2 separate regions of the Capra hircus genome follow, and region 1 is linked to region 2. Evidence: chromatin contacts called from public Hi-C data. All regions are on one chromosome and are shown on one strand. Each heading gives the region's core, a stretch centred on a gene start, on an enhancer-like site or on the middle of the called end of the contact. The rest is flanking DNA. Distances are from core to core; before and after follow the strand shown.

Evidence for each region. Hi-C and Micro-C count contacts between places; a contact is called where the count stands out from the background.
Region 1: a Hi-C map of blood shows a contact between it and region 2, with 3 times the contacts expected there. The contact joins two enhancer-like sites. A contact is called at or near these places in 2 of 5 Hi-C or Micro-C datasets (blood and liver).

Annotation. Positions count from the first base shown.
Region 1 is chr28:15,880,491-15,885,341 of ARS1.2, forward strand. All of the region lies in intron 2 of CAMK2G (calcium/calmodulin-dependent protein kinase type II subunit gamma), which reads left to right. Among named protein-coding and RNA genes, the nearest start is that of CAMK2G, 7.5 kb to the left of the region's middle. Within about 2 kb of position 1,946, at least 2 of the 5 cell types and tissues checked have an H3K27ac peak or open chromatin away from gene starts, as enhancers often do.
Region 2 is chr28:15,791,358-15,796,091 of ARS1.2, forward strand. No RefSeq gene overlaps it. Among named protein-coding and RNA genes, the nearest start is that of VCL, 36 kb to the left of the region's middle. Within about 2 kb of position 2,829, at least 4 of the 5 cell types and tissues checked have an H3K27ac peak or open chromatin away from gene starts, as enhancers often do.

The sequences.
Region 1 (4,851 bases), core at 696-3,195, 88 kb after region 2:
CATGGACCAGGCTGTAGTCCTGACACAACTGTAGGAGAGAACAGATGAAGTTAAAGACTTGTGCTTGGGGAATAAGACAGGTGGGAGATAAAGGAGGATATTGCAGCTTATCGTCTTCCTTCCCTGTCATAAATGGCCTTTTAGGGCAATGTCAGGACTTCCTCTAAGCAGCAGTTTTCAATTTTTAGTGTGCAAGAGGATCACCTTGAAGACTGGTTAAGAATGCAGATTCCTGGGCTCTAGCCAGAGATTCTGCTTTGGGAAGTCTGGGGTGGAGCCTCAGAATCTACACTTTTAACAAGTGCCTTAGTGAGTTTCATGCAGGTGGGCCCTGAGCCACACGTTTAAGAAATGCCGTCTAAAAAGCGACAGCCGTGACAGTTGCTCTTGCCATGCTCTTTGATATTTACCAGACACACCTTGGCCCAGCCTTCTCCAGGTGGTGTCTCTGCCGCTCTGTGACCATCTGTGCACGCGGGCTGTTCTGTGATTAGGGGCCTCTTCTGAGCCCCCAGATTGGGGTGTCAGTTCACATCCAAGGCTGTGGCAAGCTGAGTGGCTGTAATTGTGGCATGTTGGCCACCAGAAGGGCAAAGGCTGTGCCTTTCTTGGTCCAGCTGGCCCTGGGGACTGAACTTTCTTGGTCCAGCTGGCCCTGGGGACTGAAATAGGATCCCCCCGGGTGGTGCCAGCTGAAAGTCTCCGCCCCCTTAGTGTTGGCCTGAGTAGCCCCCATGACATTTGTGTCCCCTGTGGTATCTCCAAGTGAGACTTCCCTGTTAAGGATGAAGAGAGGGGAGGGTGATGCAGCAGTGAAGGGGGGCAGGAGTAAGAGAGATCTATACGGCACTGGAGCACCGGGACTCTGGGACTTGAAGCATTTGAGGAGGTTAGATCCGAAACGGTGCTTTTCCTTGGATAAAACAGACCAGTTTCTGTGGACAGAGAAGTGAGCATCCTGTGTAGAGGTGACTGAGCTCCTCTGACTCTCCCCGCTGGATGAGGAAACAGCTTGGAGGCCCCTTCTTTGTGCTAAGGGTTGGTTTCATCATCCAGCCATGCTGTGAGCTGTGTCATTTAGCTCCTACAACAGTGGCCTGCCGTCCTGCCCACCCGCCCCTTCCCAGAGTGATTTTGGGTGCTAGCATCATAGGGTGGTGATGCAGGTTGGAAGGGGCCCCATCCTGTAGGAGAAGCCCATGCTTGCTTCCTGCTGCTTGCTCTGGGCCCTGGTCAGGAGCTGTGCTCCAAGCTTTGAGGCTGTGCTGAAACCCTAGAGGTGAGTGGCTGACCCCATTCTCTGCGGAGGCTGGAGGCAGAGAAGGGGTGGAGTGGGTGTGACCAGCTCCTGCCCCATCTCTGAGCGTGCTGCTCTCTGGACAGCCTTGGCAGGCTGACAAGGGCCTGATCCCATGGGTGCCAAAAGGGTGGTGACAGGAAGAGATGGGCACTTTGCACCTTTCGAGTGCTTCTCGGCAGAAGCCCTTTGTCTTCTGTCAATGGGCCAGACAGATCTCCCTTACAGCCGGTGGGGAAACCAGAACGCAAAAGACCGGTTTGTTCGTTGTGAGCTGTAGGCATGCCAGTGATATTGTCAGTGCTCAGATCCCAGCATCTTTAAGCAGTGTGGTCATCATTTAGCCTTTGGCTCTTCCCTTTAAAATACAGATTCTGGATATTTTGTTTCTGTGCTAAATCCTGATAGATCACCTCCATGCCTCTCCATCTAGACCCAGAGCTCTGAGCCCAGTGGAGCAGATCCCTCCCTTCCACTGACGAAGTCTCGCTCTCATCTGAACATACCTCTGTGGGTAGAGACTGCTGTATGGTAGGGATGTTTCCAGCCACTTCCCCCCCAAACACCACCTCTACTTCCTGGGCCCTATCAGCAGCAGCTTCCCATCTGCTCCCCTCTTCTCTCCTCCCTCTCTTTCCCCTCCCCCAGCTTGCTGCTGCCCTGGGAGGAGCTATTTTTAGGGGCTGCTTCCTGGGATGTTTTACTTGGGGCTGGTTACCATGAAGGAAATGTCACCAAAACAGTGGGCAAAGGCTGCAGGCACCCAGAGCCCTGCTGGGGGCATGGAGAGCTCAGTGGCTGACCCTGTTCTGGCCTTGAGAGTGTCCAGAGGCAGAGCCTTGCCTTCTTGGGGCTTGCTAGTGACCCCATGGGGATTTTCTCTGTCCAAGCTGGTTTGGGAAGACTTTCACTATGGGCCTCTTCTTGGAGCCTCTCTCCTTGTCCTCCTTAGTTAAAGCTTCTGTCTTAAGATCCAGAGACCAGAGTAAGGCTCAGGTCTTCGTGTCACCCAGTTCAAACTGCTTGATTTAGGGCTGAAGAGAAGGAAAGGACACCAGTTCAAAGGACAGAGCCTTGGGGGTTCACATGGCGACTTTTCATGCCCCACTGGGCTGTATTCACAGCCCTCAGCTAGTCCCCAGGTGTATGGATATGAATTAGAAGCTGTGGCCCCTGCTCTTATGTGATACACAGACTTTTGCTCTTAATTGGGGACTTTGCACCTTTAGAGTGAGATTCAGAGAGGAAGGGCTGTGGCATCACAATGTCAGGGTGAGGTCAATGGGATTGTAGCTTGGGATTCCCAAGGCCAGGGGCTGTTTATAAGCAGCTGGGGAATGTGGATTATGACACCAAATCCCTGCGCTGCCCTTGTTTCTTCTCCTCCGAGCGATGCCTCAGAGGGCCAGAAGGGGGAAGCCAGAGGAGACGCCCACACAGAGCATCTGAACTGGGTGGGCTGTGGGAAGCTTTTCCTGATCCATGTTGGGACCACAGGCACAGACCTTCAAAATAACTCCGAAAAGTTGAGGATGTCATTGAGATCAGAACCTAGGGAGGGTCCCGCTAGCCAGAGCAGGGCTTTGTGTCTTTGCCCACTTACAGTGGGCTGTATGTTTAGATGTCAGCAGGATCTTAGTTGAAGTCCGTGCTAGCATTTGTGGTTTTAGAGACGTCACTGAATCAGCCAGTGTGTCTCTGTAGGGCTGTGGAGAACCTGGCTGGCTTTCCCTGCACTCCATCCTGGTGGGGCAGGAAAGTGAGTTTGGAGCGGGGAGAGGTGTTTCGAGGTCTCCTCACCGTCTGCTTCCTCTGCTCTGCATCTGGTCACGCCTTTGCTGCCCTTCTCGTCAAGGGTTTTCAGCCTTTGTGGTGCCCTGACAGTCTTAAGCTCTTGTGCAGAAGGCGGGGGAGGCAAGGGGTCCTGGTGTCCAGGGCTTGGCCCTCACCTGAGGGTGCTATCAGGAAGGCCTGAAGGGGATCTTGGTAACGGCCGCTTCTGCTTTCTGCTCCTGTTACCATCTAGCTCTTGAGGTGGAAATCCTTGCAGAGGGCTGTGGTTGGAGCTGGGCTGAAGGCCGGCAGGGGTGGGTCTCTCCATGGCAGTAGCACGCAGGCAGGCAGGAAGTGGCCCTGTGCAAAAGCGGGAAGTGGCTGTTGTCAAACAGGAAGGGGGGGCTGGGCCGTGTGAGGGGGTGGGGACGAGCCCAGTCGAAAGGTGGGTGGGAAGAGGGTCAGCCTTGAAGAAGGTCTGCAACAGAGCTCAGCGGTCACTGGAAGGAGGAGTGTCCCAAGGGAGAAGGCCGCCTTCGTGACGGGAGCACTGCTGATGTGTTAGCACCTTGGGATGTCAAGCCAGGGCCTGGACCTACCACTGTGGACCAGGCCAGGTCAGTGGCCTTAGCGTTCGGGACTTGGGGATGCTGAGTTTCGGACTTCCCTGATAGCTCAGTTGATAAAGAATCTGCCTACAATGTGGGAGACCCGGGTTTGATCCCTGTGTTGGGAAAATCCCCTGGAGGAGGGCATGGCAACCCACTCTAGTATTCTTGCCTGGAGAATCCCTGTGGACAGAGGAGCCTGGTGGGCTGCAGTCCATGGGGTCAGAAAGTCAGACAAGACTGAGCAACTAAGCACAGCACAGCATGCTGAGTTTATAGGACAAACCCTGCAGCTGGAAAAGATGTTCTGCAAACCTGACTTGTTCCTGAAACATTGCTGCTGCTTGTACGGAGCCCTGTGCTTCTTCCCAGACACACAGTGGAGAACAGGACAGGGAGTGAGGGGGAAAGGGATGGGAGACAGAGGTTGGGGTGCTGGCCGGCTGAGCGAGGATCCTCCTCAGGAGCAGGGAGAGCGTGGTAGGCAGGAACCACACGGCTCATTGAGCATTGTTTCAGGATGGCAGGGCGCCACAGCCCATAAGGCTGGGGCCGAGGACGACCAGGGCTCCCACAGACAGTGGCTTTAACTGGGCTGTCCTCTCTCGGAGGTTACCCTGCTGGTAGCCTTCCCCTGCAGGCTGCAGACACCAGTGGGCCCCACCCAAATGGAAGGCTGTGATGGAGCCAGGTGAAGGGCTTGGTTAGTGTTCCAAGACCCCGTGAATGCCCAGGCTGATGGAGAGTGGGTCCAGCTCTCTCGTGTCTCTGGTGATGGCCGTGGGCACAAGCCCAGCCTGGGAGACCTCATCTGTCTTACTGCTGGACCCTTGGAAAGGAGGCTCTCCCTGAGTGCCAGGCACTGTGCGGAGCATTTACTCAAATACGTCGTTTAAGCCACAGACATCCCTGCCTTCATTTTAGAAGTGAGGAAACTTTTTCCCAAGCTGTGTACCTGGCTCACTGTCACCTCCGTTCCATCACATGTCACTCCATGCCGAGGCTGTCCTTGACCATGCAGTTTAAGGGTGCACTCTCCCACTGCCCTGCTTTATTTTTCTTTATTGCACTTGCCGTGACATCTAACATGCCATCCAGTTCTTACGGTCTGTCCCCCGACCAAGCTCCACTAGCGTATCAGCTTGCTGAGGGTGGGGACTGTTGTCTGTTCTA
Region 2 (4,734 bases), core at 1,579-4,078:
GAGGCAAGCATAATCAATGGATTAAAGACAATCTCTTTAACAAGTGGTGCTGGAAAAACTGGTCAACCACTTGTAAAAGAATGAAACTAGAATACTTTCTAACACCATACACAAAAATAAACTCAAAATGGATTAAAGATCTAAACATAAGACCAGAAACTATAAAACTCCTAGAGGAGAACATAGGCAAAACACTCTCCGACATAAATCACAGCAGAATCCTCTATGACCCACCTCCCAGAATATTGGAAATAAAAGCAAAAATAAACAAATTGGACCTAATTAAACTTAGAAGCTTCTGCACAACAAAGGAAACTATAAGCAAGGTGAAAAGACAGCCTCAGAATGGGAGAAAATAATAGCAAATGAAGCAACTGACAAACAACTAATCTCAAAAATATACAGAAGCCCCCTTTTGACCCATTCCAGTCACTAATGGCTCAAGGCCAATCCCTGTTCATAGATTAAAGGCATCTGTTAATTTTTCTTATTTTTTAACTCAACATATATGGAATTAGAAGTATGAATTCTTTTATGTCTGGTTTCTTCCACTTAATGTTATATTTCTGATATTCATCCTTATTGTCATATGTAGTTATAGGTTATTATTCTCATTGTTGGATAGTGGATTATGTAAGTTCATCATGAACTATTTATCTATACTATTATTGGTGGACATTTGAATTGTTCCAGATTTTTAGCTATTACAAATAGTGCTGCTCTGAATATTCTTGTATGTGTCTTTTGGTGAACATATGTATTTCTAGAAATGTAATTGCTAATCATAAGGTACACATATGTTGAACTTTGGCAGATATTGCCAAACAATTTTCCAAAGTATTGATAGTTGTACTGATTTACACCCCCATGAGCAATGAAAGCAAGTTCCAGTTGCTCATAGTTTCACTAGCACTTAGTGTTGTCTATCTTCTTCATTTTAGCCATTCTGGTAGATGTGTACGGATATCATGTTGTACTTTTCATTTGCATTTTCCTATTGGTTAGTGAATTGAGTATCTTTTCATATATTTATTAGCCATTTGAATATTTTAGGGACTCAAAGATTTTTCCTGGTTATTAAAGTAATATGTGTTAATTGGAGAAGGTTTAGCAAATACAGAAAGGAATTATGGTAAATTTGTACTATGTCAATCTAGCTAAATTTTAAATTTAGCTCTAGCTAAATTTTAAACTATGTTTTTCAGAATTGCTTTCCTTGTCTGGTTCTGGGCTAGGATTAGCCACAAACACATTTGCATAAACTCAGAAGGTCTGTGTAGAATCAGGTGCTGTCATAATTCAAACACATTCTCACACCTGCTGGCTTACCTTGTTAGCCCCAGGTAGCAATTAGGCCCACAGTTCCTTCAGTTCCCACTAAATCTCATGTGAAGTTTTTTCAACTCCTGGGCCCAGTGTGTGTTTAGCTCTATGACAAAGGACCCAGTAAGAGATTGACAGAGCTTCCAATTCACCCTTGTGAGCACCATATATTTTTTTTTCCAAATTTGCTTTGCCTTTGCTCTCCCACAGTTCACATCTAGCTACTCTTCCTGACCACCTGCCCTCCTAACTTCAAGCCCAGCACCAGAAGCATACTCTACAGTCACACACAAGTTGTTTAACCAGCTCCCACAATTGCAAAATGTCAAGTCATTATAATAAACTCATTCTATGACATTCCTAGTAGTGTCTCTGACTAAACACTGGCTGATACAGACATTAAGAAAAAAACTAAATCCACCTGTAATCCCACACCCAGGGAGGACCTCTGTCAACATCTCAGTGTGTGTTCTTCTTGCCTGGAATATTTTAACTGAAGAGAACAAACTCCAGAGACGTTAAGGATTGCTCAGGGTTTGGCTAGCTGATGGCTCAGCCTGGCCTTGAGAAGGCTGTTTTTGTCCCTGCTAATCTGGTGTCGCTTCCACTGCGTCTCAGAACCCCTTGAAAGCATTAGTTGTCCAGTCATGTCCTACTCTTTGCAACCATGGACTGTAGCCCACTAGGCTCCTCTGTCCGTGGAATTCTCCAGGCAAAAATACTGGAGTGGGTTGCCATGTCCTTCTCCAGGGGATCTTCCTGACCCAGGGATCAAACCTGGGTCCCCCATATTACAGGCAGATTCTTTATCAGAACCTGTTAATAACCACTTACTCCTCCAGCTTTCCTAGGGGCCTCCTAGCTCTGAGCACAAACTCTGGGCCTGTGAGAGGAGCTTTTGAACACATTTCCCTGTGTTTTGAAGCCACCTGCTTTTATAGTTTCCCCATTTTGTTCCGATTGCAGGAGTTCTACCTTCCTGTTCCTCTTAAGGAAAAAAAACAGTCTTCTGAGACTAGTCATTCTGTGTCATCTCCATCTGGAGAACTGACCAAGAAGTGATGGCCACCAGGGGGCCAGAGAGAGCCCAAAGGCCTTCCCCTCCTGCCAAATACAGCTCCCCAGATGTCAGAGATGTAGTCCTTTGATTTAAGCATTACTATCTTGAGTTCTCTTTTAAAACATAAGCACTCCTGAGAGAGGGTGCACCTGAAATCCTTAATTCTTCAGAATGAATTATTCCCCAGATGGTGAGTACTGGTATCATAAAAGCTTTGGTGAAGAACAGGCTGGTCAGAGGAGAGCCAAGGGAATGAGAAGTCAAAGACAAACTTTCTCTCCTTTGCAGTTTGTCCAAGAGCCTCCTGGGCTCTAAATTCTACAAGAACAAGAGTCAGCAGGGCTTTCCTGCTCAAGCCTGAAGCTTAGGCTTGCACTTTACTCCTTACCCAGAGGGCGGACTCACCAAGAGGACAGATTTGCTTCCCTGAGGAGAACAGAACCAGAGAGAAGCAACTAGAGGCAAAGAGCAACTCAGAAACTAATGATGATCAGAAGAAACTGGCGACAGCCTCTCGCCCAGCATGGAGGTTTTGCCTGGCTGGTTTCTTAAACAGGAACAAAAAGGGGATGTTGTGGTAAAGGTTTCTTGCTTTGTTTTGTTTTCTCTTCCAACGGCTATAGATACTGTTGGCCTCTTTCCCTGTTTGCTCATGACACCACCCTCCTAAGTAGAGGGGACAGTTACCCCATAGGTTGACGGCTGAGCTGAGACCCACAGCCTGTAAGGGAGTCCCCAGCTCAAAGTGCAGGAGTGCCCAGGGGTAACTTTATCCTGGCAGAGCTAAACAGGGAACTGAGTGTTTAGAATAACTTCAAGAAAGTCGTAGGCGTTTCCTCTGTCAGGGAAACAAGAAACCACAGTGAGATAATGGATAGCTATATTCAGGTCACAGATTATCAGCTGCCACTGCTGCTTCCTGTTCAGAACTCGATGAAGCATCTTTCTAGTCACTAGAGCCTCATGGGTTCTGCGAGCATGACAACATTCAGTGTTATTAGGGCTTGGGAGCACTGCCTGGGGATCTGACACAATACAGTGGTGAAACTGTTTTTTGACGGGTGAGGCTTCAGGGGCCTGTTCCTGGTTGGGTAAGTGGTGGATGAGGAAGCAACAGTGAGAATAACTTTTGCCAAACTCTTAGTTTTTTTCCAGGCTCTTGGACTAAGAGAGTTTTGCGCATCATCTCATTCCACTCTTAAAACCACCTTAAGCAAAGAAGAGTTAGCAAGGATGTGGAATTAACCCTTTGTACACTGTTGGTGGTAATGCAAAATGGTATAGCCACTAATGGAAAGCAGTGTCAAAATTTCTCAACATTTAAAAAGAGAACTGCTGTATGATCTAGCAATCCCACTCCTGGGTAGCTATCTAAAAGAATTAAAATCAGTATCTTGAAGATATATTAGCACTCCCATGCTCACCCAACACTGTTCACAGCAGTCAAGTTGTGGAAACAATCTAAATGTCTATTAAAGGATAAATGGATTAGGAATATGTGGTATATATATATATATATATATATACAATGAAATATTATTAAGCCTTAAAAAAAAGGAAATCCTAAAAATATGCTACAACATGGTGGAGCCTTGAGGTCATTGTACCAGCGGTACCCAGCCTTTTTGGTACCAGGGGCTGACCTCATGGAAGACAACTTTTCCATGGACCAAGGGCGGGGAGGGGTTTGGTCTTGGGATGATTCAAGTGCATTACATTTATTGTGTTCCTATGAGAATCTAATGCCACCACTGGTCTGACAGGAGGCAGAGCTCAGTCAGTAATGGGGGGTGGGCATGACAAGCAATGCAGAGTGACTGTAAGTACAGATGAAACTTCACTTTCTCATCCACCACTCACCTCACCTCCTGCTATGGGGCCCAGTTCCTAACTGGCCACAGGCCAGGGTCCTTGGGGGTTGGGGACCCCTGCATTATACTAAAGGAAATAAGTCAGTTACAGAAGGACAAATACTATATGATTTTACTAATATAAGGAATTTAAATAGTCAAATTCATAGAAGCCAAAAGCAGAACATTGGTTGCCAAGGGGGAGAGAGAAATGAAGAGTTGCTAATCAATAGGTTTAAAGCTTCAGGAATACAAAATGAATAAGTTCTACATCTGTTATATAGTGTTGTGACTATAACTATATTATACTTTACACCTAAAAATCTCTTAAGAGAGTAGATCTCATATTAAGTGCTCTAATCACAGTAAAATAAAAATGTAAGAACCACCTTGTGTGAGAAGTACTATTGTTATCCCCATGTTATGGTTGAGACAAGGGAATCATAAGTGTTAGCTAACTTGCCCAGAAGCCACAGTGGTAGAACTGGGAACTAGAATCAA